3 separate regions of the Mus musculus genome follow, and regions 1 and 2 are each linked to region 3. Evidence: chromatin contacts called from public promoter capture Hi-C data. All regions are on one chromosome and are shown on one strand. Each heading gives the region's core, a stretch centred on a gene start, on an enhancer-like site or on the middle of the called end of the contact. The rest is flanking DNA. Distances are from core to core; before and after follow the strand shown. Region 1 holds the start of Clu (clusterin). Region 2 holds the start of Fzd3 (frizzled class receptor 3). Region 3 overlaps Elp3 (elongator acetyltransferase complex subunit 3).

Region 1 (2,700 bases), core at 152-2,651, 420 kb before region 3:
TCTATTCAGTAAAGCTAAGAACAGACTCCCTCTAGGTCTGCTGGTAATATGGACTCCGGGTCAGAATCTGCTAGTCTCCCAAGTTTCCCGGCGCTGTGGTGTTGTTGTTCCAAGGACAACGCTGCTCAGTTCAGCCCGCTGCCTTCCCTCTACACTGACTTACTTCCTGTCTTCTTTTGGAGGCTGGCCTACTGCCTGGCTGCCAACTACCCTGGGTGCATCAGCCCCACCAGGGCCAAGGACCTCCTTATCTAGTAGGAAAACATAGCCTCTCCCATTGTGGCGTATTTTCTCCATTTTTTTCCAATGCATTTTTATAAACCATCCCTTCATAGGTCCTGTTTTTAAATATTTTTAAAAGTCACACATTTGCTGCTGCCTAATATTCCATTGATTGACTACCATTTGCAGTTTGTTTTACTATTCTCACAGGGTCGGGCACTAAATTGTATGATCCTGTTAAGAGAACTTGTATAGACTCTTGAATTCCTAACTTCTTCCTTTAAAAACAGCACCAGCACCATTTTTAAAACTGGGCCCAGAAATTCTGGAAAAGCCAAAGGGCTTCAGTTTCTTATTCATATAACGTTTGGAGGCTGAGCCTCTAATGGTCTCCAGGCCTCAGATTACCATCTATAAAGTGATCCGGTGGGATCAGACGTCTCGGCCTGGTGGAGCATTTCTCTAAAGAACTGGATGAATGCAGTCAGCTCAGCAAAACGGGTCTGGATGTCTGCAGCACGTCTTTAAATACACAACATCTTATTTATTATGCGCTGTCCCAGGAACTGAAAGGGAGGTCCAAATGCAATGACTCATGCCCAAAAGACAACAGCCACTACAGAGATCCGCACCTAGTCGCGGCGCTGAGCCACTCGCACCCCTGCGCCTCCCGCATCGTACGGCAGGCTTCAAGCCTCAGTTTCCCCATTTTTGCAAAAGGAAGATCTTTGTATGTGGCCTATTGAACAGCTGTGAAATTGTGATCCGGATTAAAGAACACGGAGACTCCCGTGTCTGAGCCAGCGTGCACCCCCTACCCAACCCCATGCTCGGCTGTCTGGTGATGGGGCTCTAGTCACCTCCCACTTCCCCACGGCTGCGCCAGCTTTCCACCTAGCTGCTACCCTTGCCCTCCCATCCCTGCCGGTGTGGCTTCAGCGGCGCTGGGGTAGGAAAGGTGCAGCTGTCTCACCGGTCTGCGGCTTGGCTCCAGTGCGCTCCTCCTGGTGACGCGGGTGGTGAGCACCGGGGAAGCGCCCTATTTATAGCGCTCTGCTCAAGTACACCCCCTTTGGGGCTGGCTGCAAACCTGCGTGACTCACGCCCAGAGAATGCCGGAGAATGCACCAGGAGCTTTCTGGAAGCCTAGAGGTGGGGGTAAGAGGCGCAGCACCCAGCGGGGGGCACCAGGGGGCGCATGGGCATCACAAATGACCGCATTGGTTGCTGTAGGGCCCCTAAATTGGTGGCTCTAATCCCTGAGAGCTACCAAAAACCTCTCAATCAGGCCCCAACAGAAGAGTCTTAGAGGACAAGGAATCCACACACTACACTGGCCTGCTTCCAGCCCAGAACTGGCACAGGATTCCACCGCCCGACGCCCACCTTATTGCATGTTCATCTTCCACATCCTTCCACATCGTTCACTCCTTTTCTTTGCTCCCATTTTAATGGGAGAGTAACAGAAACATAGAAGATGGCGTAGGCATTGTGCTAGGGAAGAGTATACACGAAGTACTTGGCTCCCTAAACGCTGCACTGGGCTGCTTGCTGGTCCCTTGGCAGACAGATGGAGGAAACAGAAGCGGGTTAAGAATGAGACAATGATACATCAGTAATCCCGAAGGCCTCTGCTGTCCCTGAATTCGTAAAGCCTAAGCATGGCTCCCACGCACTTGGGACCCAGTCAAGCAGGGTGGGCTTCACTGCCTCTGGACCTAGGACCCTCACACCTGTTTTCAAGTATACTACCCCATTTTCTTAGGTGATAGAGCCAATGGTAAGGTGTCTATGTTTCTGTAAATAACTGCTCACCGCATGCTCCTGTGGGCAACACTAATGAAATTTATGAGAGGAAGAGAGAGAGAAGAGATAATGGGAGGAAGAAGAGGACAAAGAGGACACGAAAGAGAAATGAAGGAGGGGAATATATATATATGACTATGCCATTCTTAAACTCATTATGTATAATTAATATATACTAATTCAATTTTTTAAACAAAAACTACTTTGTCCCAGACTTGGAACTCACACTGGTTTCTGAACAAGGAGCCTATGGTGGAAGTTCTCCGTGGAGCCCTGCTGCTGAGTAGCTGGGTCTGTGACCAGAGGTGCTGAGAGGCACCCTAGCTGCTTTTTGCTGAGAACAGGGACACCTGTTATGGGCATCTCTGGGAAGAAGGGACAACCTAGAAGCCCCCACCATGCTACTTCTCGGGGGAGAAGCTGAGCTTCCCACTCTGAACCCTGGAACATCCGTGTATCAAATCCCAGCACTCGGGAGGCAGAGGCAGGCGGATTTCTGAGTTCGAGGCCAGCCTGGTCTACAAAGTTAAGTTCCAGGACAGCCAGAGCTACACAGAGAAGCCCTGTCTCGAAAAACCGAGAGAGAGAGAGAGAGAGAGAGAGAGAGAGAGAGAGAGAGAGAGAGAGAGAGCCTGGCATCCCCCTCAAGCTGTCGAGGAACCAATGTAGGTA
Region 2 (2,700 bases), core at 84-2,583, 280 kb after region 3:
GCCCTAAGAATCAACATTATTGTCCTGAAAATGTTGCTGCACAAGTGCCAATAAGGAAAGTGGAAATTGCTATTTCAGATTTTGTTTATCACGCTGGCCTATCAAATTCTGTCAATTCTGATGTGAGACTGACCTGAGCACAAGACTTTTCAGCATTCACTAAATTACCTGAGAACCTTTTAAAAATTATATCTGACTCTGTCTCTTGTTATCTGTCTCTCTGTACACCTATGGGCCAGAGGTCAACTACAGGTGTGTTAGTCAGTTGCTCTCCACCTAGTTTTTTGAGACAAATCTTTCACTGGCCTGGGGATTCACCAAATGGGCTAGGCTGAGTGACTAGCTAGCCCCAGGACCCACCCTGGCTCCACCTCCCCAGCACTGGGACCACAAGTGCCTGCTATTAGGACTGATTTTGTTGTTGTTATTTTGTTGTTGTTGTTGTTTTGTGGGTTCTGGGGATGTAACTCAGGTTCTTCCGCTTGTATAGCAAATGTTTTACCAACAGAACTGTATCTTCAGCCCATATGTTCTCACCGTAGCCATTTATAAACATAAGGGTCAGTAGTGTCAAGTACAATCACTTGCAACAGGGCCAACGTTGCTGTATGTCCTGTGAGCTACCAAGAGAACCAAATGAAGCCATGGACTCTAAGTTGAAGATGGACAAAAAGAAAGATAGGTAAAACCCTGTAACAAAGAGAAACGCAATCACGATTAATTGAATACAGGCTCTTCCATTAAAATGCTGTGTGACTAAGTAAGACATCCAACCTTTCTGAGAGTTCTTCTCCCTGTTGGGAAAAAATAAAATTGTGTTTAGATGACCTCTAAAGAAATCTTTCAGCTCCTCAAGCCGTGCATATAGCAAAGGGAGTGGGGAGCCCTCTAAGCGGAAGATGAGGCATGTCACCAGCGAGCACAAGCTCCGTCTGTTTATAGTAAGGTCTCGGTGGAGAGGACGCGAAGTGTGCACCTGCTTCGCCGGTCAGAGTGCAGCGTTGCAACAGACCGGGTGTCCCTTGCTACCTGTGCGCGGCACTACCCTTCACCGTGAGTCCCCGAGGTCCGAGGTTGGCACACTGGCTTCCGCACTGGACCCGCACTGAGAACTTGGCTCAGGCGGACTTTGCAAGAAGGACTGGGCACATGTTGGATGAATGCCTCCAGCGCTGGGAACCACCAAACCGACGCGCGGCGCTCAAGACGTCACTATCACCTAGGACGCCAGGCTGAGAACAACGAAGCCGGTCAGCGCTGCACAGCCAGGAGCTGGATAGGAGGCTGACCGTAGCGCGCATGCGCGGCACGTGCGCGCGCACCTCCCTCCCCGGGCCGCGCGCCTCGACGCTCGCGAAGGCTCGGCGCGCCTGCGGTCCTCGGCCGCTCGGGGAACCTGAGGGACGCGCGGCTGCCTGCGGGGCCAGCGGCGCTGCCCGGGAGAGCCCGGAGGCCGGCGGTGAGGTGAGTCGTGCGGCCGACGTTTCCTCCGGGGCCGGGAGGGCGGGAGAGGAGCGTTGCGTGTGGAGAGCGCCGAGGCGCCTGCCCCAGCCCAGCCGCCCCTCGTCAGGCGGCGCTCGCTGCTCGCGTCGCGGCCGAACAAAAGCCCGAGGCCGGCGCTGCCGAGGCGGGCGCGGAGCTGCGGCTGGCGAGCGGCCCGGCCGGAGCCGGGTCGGAGTGGGCGGCGCGGAGTTCGGGGCCGCGGCCGCTCTAAGCGAGGATGCCCTGGGAAAGCGGCGGGGCCGGTACGTCCCGCCCGCGCCGGGCAACCTGTGCGAGTGTGGACGCGGCGGGTCCCCGCGCCGGTCGCCTGCGGGGAGCGAGGCCGGGCCCAGCCGGTTTCTGCGCTCGGCGCCGCGGGGGCGTGGGCGGGAGGACGATGCGCCGAGCTCCGGCGCCGCTGCTTCCCTGCAGCCCCCGGCCGACCCCTGACACCCAGCGCCCAAAAGTTGTCCCTTGCTGCCCATCAGTTTGCAAAGTCGGAGGCTCCCAGCGCCGCGCGCTCCCCAGGTACCCCCGCGGTGGGGACTCGGGGTCGGCAGATTTGCCCTGGGATGCGGCGTGAATTCCTAGCCTCTGGAATAAAGGCACTGAGATGCGGGTAACGTTAAGGTTGTAAACATCCCATAGGCTTTTCGCATCTTGGGACTCTTGGAGGTAGGGACTTCCTCAAGGGAAGAGGAGAGGGCTTTTTCATTTTTCTTTTCTCCTCCCTTTTCCTATTCTTTCCCTCTTGTGGGTAGAAAAAGAACAAAAGCACATGCCATTAATTAGGCAGAAGAGACTTAAAGTTGAAAAACGTCTCGAGAGGTCTGGGTTTTCGCCCAATGATAGAATCACAATTTTTAGCTCCCTTCTGAATTTCTCAGACTGCCGAACAGACGCACCAGCTTAAATCTCACGGTGGGAAAGTCCTTCAGTACATCCAGAATGTTTGTTGATGGGAATTGGGTTGCTTTGCAAAACCAGTACATGAGAGCAGGGAAACAAAGACCAGCTGGGCTTAAGGATGCCACCTCCCTTCTCAGCCTGCTTTGGTCCTCGGTGGTCTACTGGGCATAATGGGCTAGAAGAGGACTAGATAAATCTAGTTGTGTATTAAGAAGCGGGTACTCAAGTTGTGCATGATAATGGCTCATGCCTGTAATTTGAGTAATCGGAAACTAAAGCAAGAGAATCTCCGAAAGTTACAGGCCAGAA
Region 3 (2,700 bases), core at 165-2,664:
ACTAATATAAAATGAGGCAGACACAGGAGCATTCATGAGGAAATGAAGACTAGAAGATGCATGTAAGCCCGAGTGTTTTAGAACTGAGAGTGGGAAGTCGTGGAAATACGCTAAGGGGAGACTGATAAAGTGGGGGTGACTTAGCAGGCCTGTTGGTTCCATCATTAGAGGTGAGGATGTTCTTCCCTCCAGCATGGGCTGAGAGCCTCTCATGGAGTCTTCCAGAGCTCTTCCTGAACCTGCTGTCTTCTCAGTTCCTCCAGCGTTTGCTAAGCCAACTACACAGACTTTTGTTTTCTGAATCCCAGAGACGCGTCCCCATGCTAATAACCAGCACATCTAAATGGTTGGAGAAGGAAACAAAGGGGAGGTTTGGGGGGAAGCAAGAACTGATCATTCACATTTTTCAGTGTGCTGTCCCTATAAGAAAAATTACTAATTACTGTGGGAAACCTAAGATGGCAGAACACAGAATCAAGATTTAGGATAGATTTGACCCCAGAATTTATTTTGTTTTCCTGTTTGACTACCACATCCCAAAAGCTTACTCGTGACCTAAGAATTTTTTTTTCTGAAAATTAAAGCTGAAATGAGGTTTAAAAAAAAAAATCAATAAGAAGTTGCCAGTCAATAAATCAATACTGGTGGCCAGGTCTTCATGATTACCATTACAGAGATATAGTCACACGGCTCACTTAATCATTTAGTCTGGCGTGGGTGTTTGATGTTACCCAGGTTGATAATCTATTTCTTAGCATGTCTAGCTTTTCTTATTTTTCTCCATTACTTTAGTCCCACAACAAAGTGCCTGGCTGAGACTACCTGGCCAGCCCTGATGAGCAATAAGAAAGGTTTCCCTCTTCCAGCTTATCCTGAAGTGGACCAGAAGTACCAGGGAAGGGCAGGCTGCTTCAGAAGGCCTTCTGCCTGTACATCTGGGTGGGGCTGATCCCCACAGAGCTTGCTAAAAGTCATTTTAGCACATCCTAGCTCTTTAGGTCTAGTTGCGGATGGAGAGCCCACAATTGCTAACCAGCCAGTGTGCTGCCTCTGATTGCCCTCAGACCATGGATGAGAAGCTAGACTTTAGTATTCTCCAGATGCCGTCCTTTCTTCCCAGCCATCAAGGTTGTAACTCTGGCCCATAGCCCTACACCCCCAGATGGCACTGAGTCATGTGACTTTCCAGTGTCTTTGAGAGCCTAATCAGGTTTCCATTTTCCATCACTGCCTTTCTGCCATCGTTTTCCCTCAGAAGTATCCACCCAAGGCCCCTGACTTGCCTGAGGTCAAATCTAATTGCACATAAGAGCCTCAGTCTGTTTTTCTCTGAGCAGGGTGTCTTTCTGAGTGGGAGTCAGTCAGCATCTGTCCTCACCAGCTTTTTATCATCATCTAAATGATAGCTCAATTTCATGTCATCTGCATGGTGAATTCCTAAAATAACAAGAAGTGACTTACTTAGAGAAGCAGGCAAGGGAACCTTTCTGTCAGCTGCAATGCTGGGTCTCCTCCCCTGGCACCCTGCAGAGGGTTCTTCTCCAGCTAGAATGGGTTTCTATAGGAACAGCCCTGAAGGGAGTTCTTTGAGAGAAAAGTTGGCGAGCATCGTTGGCTGTCCTCTGGTCTGGGAGCCACTCCATTGTGTAAAGAAAGCTTCATATAGATTCCTTGACTTCCTCTTTGGCCCTGACCAGCCTTCCTGAGGAAACATTGGACACATTTGCTATGTGGCAAGTGCATCTTCTTCTCTTAGTCCTGTATCCCTGATCTGAGAAATCTGTTGTTCAGAACTTAGAGGATAGCAAGTGTTTGTTATTGTGCTGTGTTGTTGATGTTGCTTTCTCCTTCCACTTGTTCACCTTGGCTTTGGATTTTCTAAATCTGCTGCTGCTGCTGCTGCTGGTGTGCGTGTGTTTCCATAGATGATCCTTTAATTTCTTCAATAATTACTTCCATCCTCGTTCTCAGTGAGGCATTTGATGATGAAATTGGTGATGCTAAAGTTTTCATAAGCAGTTGATCCCAGTCATCGATCATGGATACATAACTTTGGCCACAGCTGACACCTTTCTCTGACGTTGTTCTCAGCTCATAACTCTGTGCTCTCTATGAGTTGTGGCTTTTTTTCTAAGTCACACGCAGTGGTGGCATGGCTTCCTGACTTGGCACGATTCGTGAGGACAGGAGAGACAGGACCATTTATCATTTTGTTGGCCTGGCTGTAAGTAACGCATTTATGTAGAGCTTGGAAAATTCTGCTCTGGTTCATTCCAGCTTCTCCTCATCCTGGCAGCAGGTTCCCTGCTACTCAGATTTATGATCGGGGCTCTACCTCTAGACAGTATTATTGACGTCACTGTAGATCAGAGAGGTGCTGTATATTCTCATTTTCCCTATTTAAAAACATTGCTTTCATCTGTTACCTCCATGTATTTATTAAAAAGTATACACATGTGCCTGATGAATCAGCCTACGGCTAAAGCTGGAGGAGAAAAACTGAAACTGCTTTAAGCAGTCGGTCAGATGAAATACTTAGTAAGAGGCATTCAAGTTCACTCACTTTAAAGTGTATAATTGGCTTAGTAAACAGTTTTAAAGTTAACTGTCATCTTTAAGTGTGAAAATTATTTAAAAGCAAAAATTAAATATTGTTTCATTGCCATCAGAATCACTAGGTGTGTTGAGGGGAACAATAAA

The links. Promoter capture Hi-C pulls out the DNA fragments that hold promoters and counts their contacts.
Region 1: a promoter capture Hi-C map of hippocampal neurons shows a contact between it and region 3, with 2.7 times the contacts expected there. The contact joins the promoter of Clu here to the enhancer-like site in region 3. A contact is called at or near these places in 4 of 39 promoter capture datasets (the SN4741 cell line, hippocampal neurons, pre-B cells and 1 more), 1 of 484 Hi-C or Micro-C datasets (induced pluripotent stem cells) and 1 of 9 other capture datasets (adipose tissue).
Region 2: a promoter capture Hi-C map of neural stem cells shows a contact between it and region 3. The contact joins the promoter of Fzd3 here to the enhancer-like site in region 3. A contact is called at or near these places in 13 of 39 promoter capture datasets (the 3T3-L1 cell line, the C10 cell line, cranial neural crest and 8 more), 1 of 484 Hi-C or Micro-C datasets (cortical neurons) and 2 of 9 other capture datasets (adipose tissue and macrophages).

What each region holds. Positions count from the first base shown.
Region 1 is chr14:65,967,184-65,969,883 of GRCm38.p6, reverse strand. It overlaps Clu (clusterin), which reads right to left and starts at 1,401. Exons shown (of 9, transcript NM_013492.3): 1 at 1,196-1,401.
Region 2 is chr14:65,261,096-65,263,795 of GRCm38.p6, reverse strand. It overlaps Fzd3 (frizzled class receptor 3), which reads left to right and starts at 1,333. Exons shown (of 7, transcript NM_021458.2): 1 at 1,333-1,464.
Region 3 is chr14:65,543,950-65,546,649 of GRCm38.p6, reverse strand. All of the region lies in intron 14 of Elp3 (elongator acetyltransferase complex subunit 3), which reads left to right. Among named protein-coding and RNA genes, the nearest start is that of Elp3, 48 kb to the left of the region's middle. Within about 2 kb of position 1,414, at least 20 of the 459 cell types and tissues checked have an H3K27ac peak or open chromatin away from gene starts, as enhancers often do. A contact at or near this core is called in cortical neurons, hippocampal neurons and neural stem cells, where this site is marked.